Regions from separate parts of the Mus musculus genome. Here regions 1 and 3 are each linked to region 2. A link is a contact called in public Micro-C and capture Hi-C data. All regions are on one chromosome and are shown on one strand. The core of a region is the stretch at or near the end of the contact, and the rest is flanking DNA. Distances in the headings are between cores, read along the strand shown. Region 1 has its middle 200 kb from the start of A330102I10Rik. Region 2 overlaps Cdkal1 (CDK5 regulatory subunit associated protein 1-like 1). Region 3 has its middle 42 kb from the start of A330102I10Rik.

Evidence for each region. Hi-C and Micro-C count contacts between places; a contact is called where the count stands out from the background. Capture Hi-C pulls out chosen DNA fragments and counts their contacts.
Region 1: a capture Hi-C map of embryonic stem cells shows a contact between it and region 2, with 6 times the contacts expected there. The contact joins two enhancer-like sites. A contact is called at or near these places in 4 of 484 Hi-C or Micro-C datasets (the HL-1 cell line, gonadal supporting cells, pre-B cells and 1 more), 2 of 115 datasets of contacts at active chromatin or transcription factors (astrocytes and fibro-adipogenic progenitors) and 1 of 9 other capture datasets (embryonic stem cells).
Region 3: a Micro-C map of granulosa cells shows a contact between it and region 2, with 3 times the contacts expected there. The contact joins two enhancer-like sites. A contact is called at or near these places in 3 of 484 Hi-C or Micro-C datasets (the HPC-7 cell line, granulosa cells and uterus).

The regions. Positions count from the first base shown.
Region 1 is chr13:29,215,872-29,220,451 of GRCm38.p6, reverse strand. It overlaps a transcript of Cdkal1 not described here. Among named protein-coding and RNA genes, the nearest start is that of A330102I10Rik, 200 kb to the right of the region's middle. Within about 2 kb of position 1,716, at least 20 of the 459 cell types and tissues checked have an H3K27ac peak or open chromatin away from gene starts, as enhancers often do.
Region 2 is chr13:29,828,870-29,833,310 of GRCm38.p6, reverse strand. All of the region lies in intron 4 of Cdkal1 (CDK5 regulatory subunit associated protein 1-like 1), which reads left to right. It also overlaps the pseudogene Gm52084. Among named protein-coding and RNA genes, the nearest start is that of Cdkal1, 25 kb to the left of the region's middle. Within about 2 kb of position 2,055, at least 46 of the 459 cell types and tissues checked have an H3K27ac peak or open chromatin away from gene starts, as enhancers often do. A contact at or near this core is called in granulosa cells, where this site is marked.
Region 3 is chr13:29,056,616-29,060,818 of GRCm38.p6, reverse strand. No RefSeq gene overlaps it. Among named protein-coding and RNA genes, the nearest start is that of A330102I10Rik, 42 kb to the right of the region's middle. Within about 2 kb of position 1,923, at least 12 of the 459 cell types and tissues checked have an H3K27ac peak or open chromatin away from gene starts, as enhancers often do. A contact at or near this core is called in granulosa cells, where this site is marked.

The DNA.
Region 1 (4,580 bases), core at 467-2,966, 610 kb after region 2:
CACAAGTAAGTCCTCTCCTCACTAACACCTGCCTCTCAGTGCTTCTTGATGTCTTTACCAGAAGGAACTTAATATCGCTTTGCATCTGGGCATGTCTGAACATCATCCTAGAAGGAATACTTCTTTCCTATTGCTAAACTCTCAGATAAACAAACAAAATATTAAAATATTTCAGATATACAAAAAAATCAGATAATAAGTTGACAGCCATCATAATCATGATGTCTGGTTGTGTCCCCTTAAGTTCACCTTGATCCTCAAATTCACATATTAAGGGGAGTTTTGAGTGTGATTTAAGATTAGATGTTGTTTATAATTTTTTTCTGGGGGGAGTGATTCAAATAAATATCTGTGTATTTATCTGTAGGCACTGATGATGAACTAGAGAGACAATTCCAACCAAGTCTAGCTTAGCTTGATAAAGCAGTGAGTTTCCTGGGGTTCTTTTCAGAGGTGACTCAAGTAGACACATCACTGAAAAGCCCACCACAGCATGCATGATAATTTACAGAAGCTGCAACTCTGAAGTGCCCTCCCCATTTCAAAGGCAACTCCACTAGAGAGCCTCTACTCCTGGGAATTATTGACTGCTTTTGTATCCTGGAGGCTGGGGAGAATGTCATGTGAATTTCATAACTTTCATGAACTTCCTGAGCCTTGTATGTTTCCTTTGCTTCCTGAGTCTTGTGGGCCTCTTTCCAGGAAAGAGTGCTTAGTTTGGAGGAAAGAGCTATGCAACTGATCCAGTCATAAAGGTAAAGCCTTTGAAAGCTTTAGCAGCTTTGCAAGGTAGGAAAGAGAGGCCTGAGCTAGCATGCATGTTCTGTCCCAACTTGTCATGTCCTCCATGATGTTATGGTACAGCATGAGGGCCCACAGTACCTTGAGTTATGACCTTATTTTGGGAAAGTATATTGATGTAATTAGTTAAGTCACATAGCACATAGAGTGCTATGGTTCATTACCCAGGCTACAGAATCATGAGCCAGATTACCTTCTAACTGGCCATGAGCATCAGTTATAGCAACAGAAAATGGAGTACCACAGATACAATCTGAACACTTAGCTGTGTTTTGTCACCTTTTAAAATAATTGAATGTTAAGTATAGTTGTGTCTCCTTTCTGTTTCTGTCTCCCTACTGTTCTCTGGAGGGAGGTTTTGTCCTCAAACTGTTTTTCTTCACACATGCTTTGTACATTTACTATGCATTTATATGTCCATAAATACTGTGTAGCATTGCTTTCTATTTACAATGTCATGCACTTTAAGATGTATGTTTTATACTGTATATGTCTATTATGGGCTGAATTGTGTCATCTTCCCTCCCTGAAGCCCTAAGTACCTTGAATGATGACCTTATTTGGGAAAAAGTACATTGCAGCTGTAATTAGTTAAGCCAATACTGCCACACAGCAGTAGGGGAAGTCCCTGTGGTTGGTGGCCTTACATAATGAATGCCATGTGAAGAGACAGGGGTTTCCAGAGGGAAAGATTTCCAGTGTGAAGATACATACTGAATATATTGTATGACTTTTTCCTGGGGAAATGTAAAGAAACATCTGCCCCCAGGTAGAGAGAGCATTTCTTGATGAGCTAATGTGTTTGCTGGAGTTATCTTTGGGAATGTGGGTGACTCACCAGCAGCTACAATCACCAAGAAATCCCCTGGGTGACAAATGGGTAGCAACACCATTGAGAAGTCCCACCACAGGGAACTGTTTACCTCTTACATAGAGGGACTGGAATCTCTGGGAAAGGGGTGTTGGGAGGCTGTGTAAAGATCTTCTGAGGGATTCAGGACCCTCCCCTCTCCTTCTACATGGAATGTAATAGTCCTGGTCATCCCAAGAGGGTCTCAAGTAGATTATCACAGCTGCTCTGGTTTAAGATGTTAGTAGCCCAACAAAGTCTTCCAAGTCAGCTGTTGTATAGTCAGTGAGCCAGGGCAGTTCTGTGTGGGGGTGGGGTGGGGTGGGGGTGTGGTGTTTCCTTTGCTTTATGGTTGTACATTTTAACTTTAGTGATGTTGGGGGTAGCAGATGAGCATCTCATTTTAACCAGCACCAGTAGGATTAGAAGTGTTTTGCAGAGCACGTGTCACACAGCTGAGTGAAAACACGTTGGGTACCCACTCTTTGCCAGAGAAGAAACAGTGAGGAGGACAATCGGCTACAAATGAGAAACATGACCCTAGCTGACCAGAAGGCAAATAATGGGGCCATGGCCAACGTGGCACAAGTGCTAAGGCATGGCTTCCAGAGAGGAAGGGTTGTACAGAATCATCATGATATTGGCGGAAAGCTGACTCCTCAGTCACAGTGCTTCTCGCCCGCCTGTCAGCTGGCATCTGAGCTCCTGGAGCAACGATCACCAGAATGCATAGTAGTAAGGCCCTCCCTTAAGTGCTCTGATTCTCAAAGTGTGGGGCTGAGGGTATGTATTTCTAGTTAGTTCCTGGTGACCTAGGGGTGCACTAAGAACCTCTTCTATGCTGCAGTCAGTCTTGTTGTAGTTGTTGGTTGTTGGCTGGGCTGTTGTTGTTGTTGTTGTTGTTGTTCTTCTTCTTCTTCTTCTTCTTCTCCTTCTTCCTTTTCTTTGCCTTCTTCCTCCTCTTCCTCCTCTTCCTCCTCTTCCTCCTCTTCCTCCTCTTCCTCCTCTTCCTCCTCTTCCTCCTCTTCCTCCTCCTCCTCCTCCTCCTCCTCCTCCTCCTCCTCCTCCTCCTTCTTCTTCTTCTTCTTCTTCTTCTTCTTCTTCTTCTTCTTCTTCTTCTTCAGGATCTCATATAGCCTAGGCTAGCTGAGGTTGATCATAAATTGATGACTAGCTTCCCAAGTACTAGAATCATGACATTTGCCACAGTAGCTAGTCCTGTCTTTGTATTTTAACTCTGTTGCTGTTTTCTTTCTATTTTTGACAAGTTCTTGCTATACAGCTCAGACTGTCCTTGAACTCGTGACTCACCCAATTCCCTGGGTGCTGGCATCACAAGGTATTGCCACCACACTTAGCTTGGTATTGATTGTTTCACTGTGTCCGAAGCCTAGAGTTTGCTGTGCAGCCCAAGCTATATATTTTTACCATGGATTAATTTTCAGTGAGATTGAAAAAAATCTTTGTCAGAGCCTGCGTTTAAATTTTTCCCTCTGGTGAAGTTTTGGGGTTTTATTTTCTTTGGGGGACTTGCAGTGCCAGCAGTCCTGAGCCAGTATCATAGGTCAGTTTCTTAGGTGCACTTGCTATACCATGAGGGAAGGAGAGGTTCCCAGCTCGCATCTGTACCTACAAAGCTTGGGCTGCAGAGTTTCCCCTCTCACGTAAGGCCGCTGGCATAGCATGATTTTTTCATTTCCGAATTGCCATTCTAGGCCTTTGTGTAGGGGTCTTCTTGGTCCCTGTTGCACAATAAATTGGGTCCTGCCCAAAATGTACATGTTGAGGCCCTAATTAACTACCAATTACTTTGTAAAGTGACTATGGTTGGGAAAAGATACAAAGGCCTTCATAACTGAAGTACTGTTATGAAGAGGAAGATACCATGTACGGGAGGGAAGATCACATGGGGACCACGTGAGCATCAATCAAGCTTGGCAGGCATCAGCAAGCCAAGGAAAGACCACAGGAGAAGCCTCCTTTCTCAGCCTCCAGATCTCTGAGTACATACATTTCTGCTGTTTGAGCTACCTGGTCTGCAGTATCTTTTCATCACAGTCCTAGCAAACCAACAGTTTGTCACCACCATTATTGTATTATCATCATCATTGTCCTCTTCCTCCTCCTAATGCCCTGCTGGGGAATGACTCCAGGACTTAAGCAGGCAAGGCAAGTATTCTACCACTGAGCCACACCCCAAACAACAGCTCCTTTTAATGCCACAGGAGTTCTATATCCAGGACTTCACCCTCTCTCCGTCCTCTCTAGGTCAGAGCACTACATCTCTCCCCAGGGTTGAGCATCCTCCTTCTGCAGCTGGGTGGTCCAGAAACCCAGAGAAAATCCAGGGAGCACTTCTATTCACTCTTCTTCCTCTAATTCCCTTAATTTGGCTTCAAGTTTAGTTCTTTCTAGATGTCCTGTTTTATCATCTAACTGGTATCTTTGTAGCTAGAGGAATCCAGTCCATATCAGACATCCTGTTGCTAGGGGTTAGTGCTCCATTTTTAAAATCTGTTTGGTGCTTTTCCTGCATCCAATTTTATTCTGCTTTCCTCCCATGATTTTATTATTATTATTATTATTATTATTATTATTATTAAATTGGGACTGGCTTACAGTTTTAAAGGTTCAGTCCATTATCATCATGGTAGGAAGCATGGCAACATGCAGGGAGACATGGTACTGGAGAAGGAGCTGAGAGTTCTACATCTTGATCCAAAGGCAGGCAAAAGGAAACTGTCTTCTGCAGGCACCAGGAGTAAGGCCTCTTCTCTCCTCCCATGATTTTTAAAGGCAGTAGCACCACAGTCACACTCCCAATTTAAACAACAACAACAAAAACCAAAGCTTGGGGTAGTTAAATGTTCCTGTGGTGATCTTACAACTCATACACTCTGGGGTAAACCCCAGAGACATGGGTTATTAC
Region 2 (4,441 bases), core at 806-3,305:
TCTCATAATAATGTGTTAATTTATGCTGATGGTCTTACCTCGTGACCCTTCTGTGTGGCATAGATATGTTAATATGTTCTAGCTTTTTAATTTCCATCATCCCTGTTGCTTGAATCTGCTTGTTAGTGCCCACTACCATTTATACTAGTCTGTGTCAAGGCCTGGCAGAGGACAAGAAAAATGTATCTCAGAATCAATTTCTTTAAGCATGCATTAGTAATGGAAGAAATTATAAGATAGACATAATTTTAATAAGACAGTTATGTCTGAACATTCATTGCAAATAGTAAGTACTCTTACTACCGCCAGCTCATAATTAAGAAAGGGAGTCGGGTCATTGGCTGTATTAAGCAAAGGCTTATGAACATCTTTTGATATTATTTTAATGTCAGTGAGAAAGTATCACAAGACAGAAAAGTAGGTATCACAGGCAGTTCTAAAGAAGCTAGCACCTTGATTATACCTATGTTTCTATTCCTTAACTGGAGAGTCATGTACTTAAATATTGCACAATATATGGTGGAGAAATTGAGGACTTTATGTAGAGAAAGGGCAAATCTGATCAAAGTTTAAATATTTAGATCTGTTACAGTGAAAATTCCATAGGGGAAATTTATAGACCTTATATACAATTTTTTATTTTGTCAACAGAATATTTTTATCTTTATTATAGAAAATATACTTAGGGTATTTCCTCCTTATATTTAGCCTTTTATATGGTAGGGACAGTAACTACTTTAGTTCTGTCTTAAAACTGTTTCTTCTCTAGCCTTTGATTAACTATTACTCTTAAGGATGCTGATAAATTTAGACACTGATAAAACCTGGGGAATGCTGTCATAACAATGACGCCGGCTTCTCTAGACCTGTGATTCTTCATGTTGAGGATGGTTGCTGTAATGACTAGTAAATGACTGCCAGGCATTAGCTATTATGCTTTAATGAAGAAACTTCCCATCTATGATGTTTTAAATTCCAGTACTTTACATGTACTCGCAATACTAATGAAATTTGAATCAGACACGTATTTAATCGGTTTGGACGTATTTAGATGTCTTTTAGTTGTATGTGTTTCACTCCTGTGTATCTTTGTCTGTGGTGAGTGTGCATTAGGAAGTGAGGCAAACTCTGATGGCTTCTTTGGGTAGTCAGTGAGTCAGATGAGAAATGTGGGATTAGGTGTCAGAGGATATGGGGGTCTTGTTCCAAAAATGGTTGGTAGTCAGTGAGCTTCCTCATCTTTTCTCAGGTTTTTAATTCTCACAAATGAATCATGTTGACTATGGCAGAAGTGAGAGGCCCGGTGATGGCTCTTCCCACGCAGTGTGTAACTTTGCCTGAGGTGAAGCACTTGATTAGAACTGTCAAGTGTGAAGCTCTATTGGAATCTTCTTCTTCCCTCGCCTGCCCTGGCCCACGCAGACCCCAGTCAGGTCATTCCTTAGCAGCGCTGTGGCCTCCATCCTCTCTTTCCCACTCCTAGACCACACTGCCCTTGTTTATGCTTTGCTTCTTACTAGGACGAGCCCGAGTAAGGGCCAGTCTTCTTCTTTTGTGTTCCCAGCACAGACCATACTTTTCCTTACAATAAGCACTTGATTAGGATTTTAATGGCTTATATTAATATTCATGCCATTTAATGGGGAGCAAACAGAGCTTGTTATATAAGTGTTTTCTTCTTCTTTTTGTGCTCTTCTTGTTTGTTGTTAGGTACAGGACAAGGAATGACTTGGTATAATGCCTGAGCAAATGCAGTTTAGCGTGTTTGTAGTTTGTAGTTAGCTCTTAAGTTTTTGAGACCCTTTCTTTGAACAAACAAGTAAAATGGCTTTGTAGTCCTTTTCAGATGTTGTGATTCATGGGCTGTGTAAGGCTAGACTTCATGCTCACAGTGACTCAGTAAAAAGGCACATAGTTCTTCGTTACTTTTCTCTGTTGCTTCTTTTCATCTTCTGTACTTACTCCTTGTGGCGTCTGGCCAGTGTTGGGCATTTCTTTCAGACTTGTCATTCCTTCTGTACCGGCCAAGCAAATGCTTTTGCTCTGGTCAGGAACATTTCTAGTGAGTTAGGTTTTATTATTGGTACAGTCATGGACCACCTGATCAATCCCTGTGTGTCACAGTAATGAGTGTTTACCGCCAGCCACCAGATTGTTTGGCTTGGGACTCTGATGTTTTAATCCTCCTGATGGTTTTCAGTGTGGACATTTTTTTTTTTCTTTCTGAATGTAAAACTAACCACCAAATACATTCTTCAGCCACAGCTGTTTTTATGTGGCTCAAGTTCTAGAAAGAGTGATATATTGAACTTAAATACGTATGTAGGTGAGAGGGGGGAAATGCACAAACATAGTGTTAGATTGTGCAGGAATGGCCAACTTACCCTGTGGCCTTAGTGACACCATCTTATCTTCCCAAACCACAAGTTATTCATAAATAAGATGAACACATGACGTCCAGTGTGCTCAGACTCTTTATAGATTCATTTATTCACTAGATATATGTGCATCACAGGCCTGTTATGCTGTGTATTCAACCAAGGAGACAGATCTGCCCTCACCCTTGCAAGAAGACTTCTATTTCCCTTCTCTCTGTCCACCTGCCCTTCTCTCTTGCTTGCTTATCTGGTCAGTGGGTAGATAATGAGGAAATGAAGCAATGTGGAATGATTAATTACAAATTTACAGACTCTGTCTGCTCTTATGTACAAAATGGATTGATGACTTTTCGTGTGCATAAATGGTCTATAAAGACAGTGGCTTATATTTGCTTTAATGTTTTTAAAATGAAGTGGATTATCTGGTAGTGGTAAACTAATTAGGTGCTTTTTAAAGTGAGAAGATGAAAGGCTTAGCTGTTTAAGTTTAGGTCTAGTATATATAAAACAGGAAAAAGATTTATTCTTGACATTGAAAAGCAACTTTAAAAAAAAGCATGGGAACTGGGTAGTTATTCATACAGTTGTGGATAATGAAGATCAGAAGTAATTTTATTTTGGGGGGAAAATCATCTTTGGTATAAGTCAGGCCTCCTATTTTGAACATTTTACCCTTATTCTGGAGAATTGAAATTTATTATGTTGCAAATGGGAAAATTAATTTGAATGGAGTTAATACAAATGAAAGGAATAAAATACCAGTTAATTGAGAAATAGGCTAAGGTCTTCAAACTGAGAACACGTTTCTTTCGTGTATTCAAGGTCTAGAAGGAAGTCTGAGTCTGTGCAGGTTAGCTCACTAGCACTTAACTGTGTTGGCAGAAGCCAGGTTGGCGTCCAACAATTTATTTCTCTGACTTCTCCGAAGATACTGATGAAAGCAACTAAATTTATTGGTTATTAGGTGGCAAGAGTAAGTTCAATTTTCTCTATACTTGTGACAATTAGAGGTTGGTTCTAGCATATCTAATGCTCGAGTTTCAAGGCTACCTCTATTTGAGAGCTGTTTGGGGGAGATAACCTTGTACCACATCCATTTTAATGAGTGCATTACTCTTACCACCTGCTGAAGCCGACTCGGAGTGACTACTGACCTGAAGTGAATGCCTGTGTTCAATATTAATATGGCATGTCTGAATCCAGACAGCAATCTTTCATTCTGACATGCACATAGTCAAAGTAAATTAATGTTTAAAACCTGAACACTCTAAGTTCAGCCAGTGTGTGCGTTCCATAATAATCCTTCAGACGCAGTTTACATAGAAATGTTGAGTGCTTTCTAATACTTTATTTATCATACACATGGGCCTGTACTGCTGCATTTGTAATGAGGTTCATTCTCCTGCTGTTGCGAGTCACATGTTTTGCATTGGTAACAAAAGTAATTTCCTTGTTTTTAGATTTATTTATTTTAGGTAAAGTTAATATTTTAAAAACGTATACACATGCTCTGTAGGACAGTCACATTTCAGTTGTGTTATGGTAGTTCCATACTTTTATTTCTGCTCATATCACAGTCTTTGTTGACAAAGCCAATGCAGTGAGCTCTGGAGCAGGTGTAAGTCTGGGCTGAGAGGACTTTCCTTCCGTGCATACCGTTTTGTTTTTGATTTTATTGGTTAAAAACCACCCATGACAGATGTAGTAATAGGGAAATTATATTAACATTTAAGTATTAAATTAGCTAGTAGCCAGAGCCTCCTCCTAATATGATGACAGTCCGTAAGTTTGGGATCCTAAGGACCACATTGCATAACACATTGTTGCACATTTCCTGTTGGCCTGTTTTCCTTTTAAGTGTGTTAGCTCAAATGTTGGAAATTTCCATTACGCATTTCAGTGTTATCATTATACTTTTCAGTTCTATGGTTGATATTTATGAATGAAGATATATGTATATAGAACAGATACTACATTTGATTTTAGCCACAAGGCCAAGAAGTGATATATTTTGGTAGGTTAATAGCCAATTAAAAAAAGGATATATGTAGAAAAATATATAT
Region 3 (4,203 bases), core at 674-3,173, 770 kb after region 2:
GGGCCACTTTCATGCGGGTGAACACTGATCCTGACAGAGGCTAGAGAAGCCAGGGGCTACTGAGCTGAGTGAAACTGCTAGCAACTGTGACAGGACCCACAACTCCACCTCTGTACCTTATAGATAGATAAGCTGTGGAAATCAGTGTCATTAATATTGACTACATGTCTTACAGAAGGAGCTTGACAGAAGTCTGATGTAGGAAGAAGTGGCAATAAGAAGTCTGAAGGGAGCAAAGACAGAAGCGTCCACTAGCAAGGAAGGCCAGACCATCATGGGGACACGGATCCTTTAGCCCCACAGACAAATGAATGTGCACGGAAATGAACGCCATGCTATTTATGACAGAGTGTGTGACCTGATATAGACTCAGAGAGAGCTCTCTTTAACCAATCTGTCGGGGGTTGACAGTGTTCAGCATCATTTACCCCTTGCTTAATGACCAATTGTCCCTCATAATGACTATTTTCTTGGCTTTACTTCAGTTCTCTTGAATAATGGATGCATTTTCATCCTACAAAACTCCCCCCTGCAACTTACTCTCATACATGTATGTCATGTTACCTGTGGCATCCTTTCTTCCAGCCTCATTGCCAGCATTTCTTATAATCATCGCTCTAGTCATGATTCACGAAGAAGACCACTATCCTGAGTTCCCATTTCCCATATTGTTTTGATTCCCCAGAACGATGCTGTCCCCCCCCCCTTTCCTTGTATTTCACTCACACATCATCAACTAGACTCTCCAAATCCCACCTTCTCCCAACTCCCACCCCTAACCCTCTGAGAATGAACAGTCCCCATAAGTCTTTCTAAATATGGTCTCCAGCACTAAGTACCTGTGGGCAGTCCTTCCCACAAACCACACAGCAAGGCTGCAGCTCACCTCCTGACTCATGGCGTGCCTGACACAGGAGAGCTCAATTTGTGATTTTAATGATGGATAAAGGAGTGAATGAAAGTGACTGACTAGTAGTGGGGAAAATCCAAGACATCAAATAATCTATATTTGTGTCTGGAATGCATTTTATACATTCTGAGAACATCAAACAAAAACTTCAAACAAAGTAATGAAGCCAGCCTGTGCAGGTCCCGAGTGGGTGGGGTGGCGGCTTGGAAAAAAGCTGGAGATTCTAACAGGAAGGGAGGAACCTCTCACCACCCAACTACCCTTCCCTATCCTCAGCGGCTAGTCTAGAAATCAGACTCAAAATGGCTCAGAGCTCAGAATAATCCAGAGCTAGATAATTAATAAAAGATGGTAATGTGCCCGGTAACGTGAGTGCTGTGGAAATGTGTAGCCGTAAGAATACAGAAATAATGATCTTTCATTATGAGTGGAACTGGGAAGGACATATTCTTCTTAATTGAAATTGGGTTCAAGAAACAGCAGTAAGTTGGAGGCAGAGTTGCACCGAGTATCACACAAAGCCACTGGCATTTCGCGTGCAATTGCGGTGACCGTCCACCCTGAAAACAAATTATAGCAGCTAATGACAAGCAGCGGCAATCAGGAGGGGTTTTAGAAAATTGCCTGCAAACAGCATTGTCAACAAGGCCCACTGGAAGATGGCTGTAAGCAGCTTAAATAACAGCAAAGTGCAGTGACCTCTCCCCCTGGGATGTGAAGACTCCGTTAGACATTCGGGGTCTTCTGAGAGACCGCTGGGCAGTCTTTAACCTCCATCTCTCTGGGCAATTTTAAATGTGGTGGAGATTCCAGTGCCCTTGAACATTTTGCTGTTTGGTCAGTTTTGTTTACTCCTGTGCCTGGATAAGTGCCCCCTCCTGTCCCTCTTCTTTGCTTTTTTTTTTTTTTTTTTTGTTATCTTTGGCTTTCATTCTTTTTTTAGATATGTGCCTCACTTGGAATGGCTCCATGAACACAAACAACTTGAAAAGTTTCCAAACAGTCCCGACCGTTGTGATAGGCTGGTATCTCCCAGGGCTCGCCGAGCTCCCAGAGACAGGAGCGGGAGAGTTTCTTGTTAGCTGTAATAGAAACTGACATTCTCATATCTCCATTTTAAAGCCCAGGAGACTGGTGCAGCTCCAGACTATGATAAAGCAGGAGGGTGGGTGGGTGGGGGGTAATAGAAGGGAAAGCAATGTGAGCAGTGGGGGCAGGAGTGGTGGGAAAGGGGACTTATGGGACTGAAAACATTCTCAGAATGATTTGTTAGCAATGCAGTGAAGAAGGTGGCTTCTCCCAAGTAATAAATTACCACCCTTTCATTGCCTGTTATGAAGAAGCAAGCAGTCCCTGGAAGTTAGGTGGGATTAGTCTGTCTTCAGAAGTACAAGTACCCAGGATTCTCTGAGGAAAACATGCTAAGTGGAATCGTTTTCTAGAACATGTATTCTCTGAGTAGGCAAGTGCTCCAAGCAGGGCAGCTTCTTTGATGTTGGAGATTCCAGTGTCACCATTAAAGACATGACTGTGAGATGACCTGTAATCTAGTCAGGTCCAGCATCCAACACGAAGTCATTTTTGAAATGTGTAGTCCATTTTGAAATACGTTTCTCTACTTCTGTACTGTAGTTTTTCAGGCTGATAAGCGTCACTTCGGCCACCTCATTCATTTGTCATTTTCCTGCTTCCCACCCACTGTGGCTTAGAGGGTCTAGCCTCTTAAGAGTCCTGGCCGATAACCCGGTCTTCATGAGAGAGGCTAGGGCAAGTATTGGCTTTGATGTTCCTTCTGCCTACTAGAAGAACACATTGACCTTTCCCAAGGTCTTGACCACTTTGCAGAGAGTTGAGCCAACTAGCAAATGGGTACCAATGAACTTACTCAAAGGTAAGCTAATAGCATAGAGTTTAGGTATGCGAAGGGGCTCAGTGGATAAAAGCACTAACTTCACACGCCTGATCACCTGAGTTTGATCCCTAAAGCCTGAAGAAAGGTAGAAGGACAAAACTGATCTCTGAAAGTTGTCCTCTGACCTCCACATGCACTCTGAATACCATGTGTACAATCCCTTTCTCTTTCTCTCTCTCTCTCTCTGTCTCTCTCTCTCTCTTTCTCTCTCTCTCTCTCTCTCACACACACACACACACACACTGAAAATAATGAAATAAACTTGGTTCTTTGACTTAAATTTTAATAAGCTCAGAGTGATTCAATGAGTTAAAAATTGTATTTCTTTTTTAAGCTTATTCTTATTAGAATGAATATAATTCTGTTATAGAGAAAAGATACACACCACAGATTCGTGTTCCTCTCCCCACTGCTGCCATGCCCTGTTCTTCTGTGTTCCTTCTTTAGAAGTTTTCACCATCCATCAAAATACACTCTTAGAATTATTTTCTGGGTTAGTCTCATGTCTTTGAGCCCTTTTAATGTCTGTAGGTTATTCCAATGAGTCATGAATCACTGAGTCATCTCCTATCAGACCTTCGGATTATCTCCATGTTTTGACTTTTTACTAATGACCATGCTGTGAGAGCAGACTCCTGGGCATAGCCTCTGTCTGCTTCTGTAACCCTCTTTTCTGAGGAGTGACAGAGGTAGAGTTGGATACCAAGAGATTCTGATGATGTAGAGCCATGTCTTTTACAAGTGAGATTTCGCAATGGTTCTTGAAAGTTCTTGATCCACAAGTGTAGATCTTGTTTAATAGGAAGAGAAAAAAAAGAAGTTAATTTAAAACTCTAGGGCTAGAGGATGGCTCAGTAGGTGACATATGTGTCCTGTGGTCACAAGAACATTCAGATTCCCAGCACCCATGTAAAACTGCTGGAACTTGAGTTCAGTCCTGTACTACAGAACTGGGAAGGTGAAAAAAAACCAAGAGGAGCCATAGTGTTTGCTGGCCAGCCAGCCTAGTCAAACAAGAGCTCCAGGTTCGGGGTGAGGGACCTTGCCTCAAAACCCAAGTGATTGAAGAAGACACTGGAGGTTGACCTCTGCACACATGTGCACACATGAACACCTACAGACACATGCATACTCACAGAACACAAACCTAAGCCAGCTCATTGTCTGTCATCCCAGCTCAGGGGGAGTGGTAGTAGGAGGATTAGAAATTCAAGGCTATCCTCGGCTACTTAGCCAGTTCAAGGCCAGCCTGGGCTATAGAAGACTGTCTCAGAACAAAAACAAAAATGAAATCAAAACAAACAACAACAAACAAGCAAATCTAAAAGAACTATTACCCCAAATCTGTAAGTAGGGAACAAAGAACCACTAGGCATAAAAG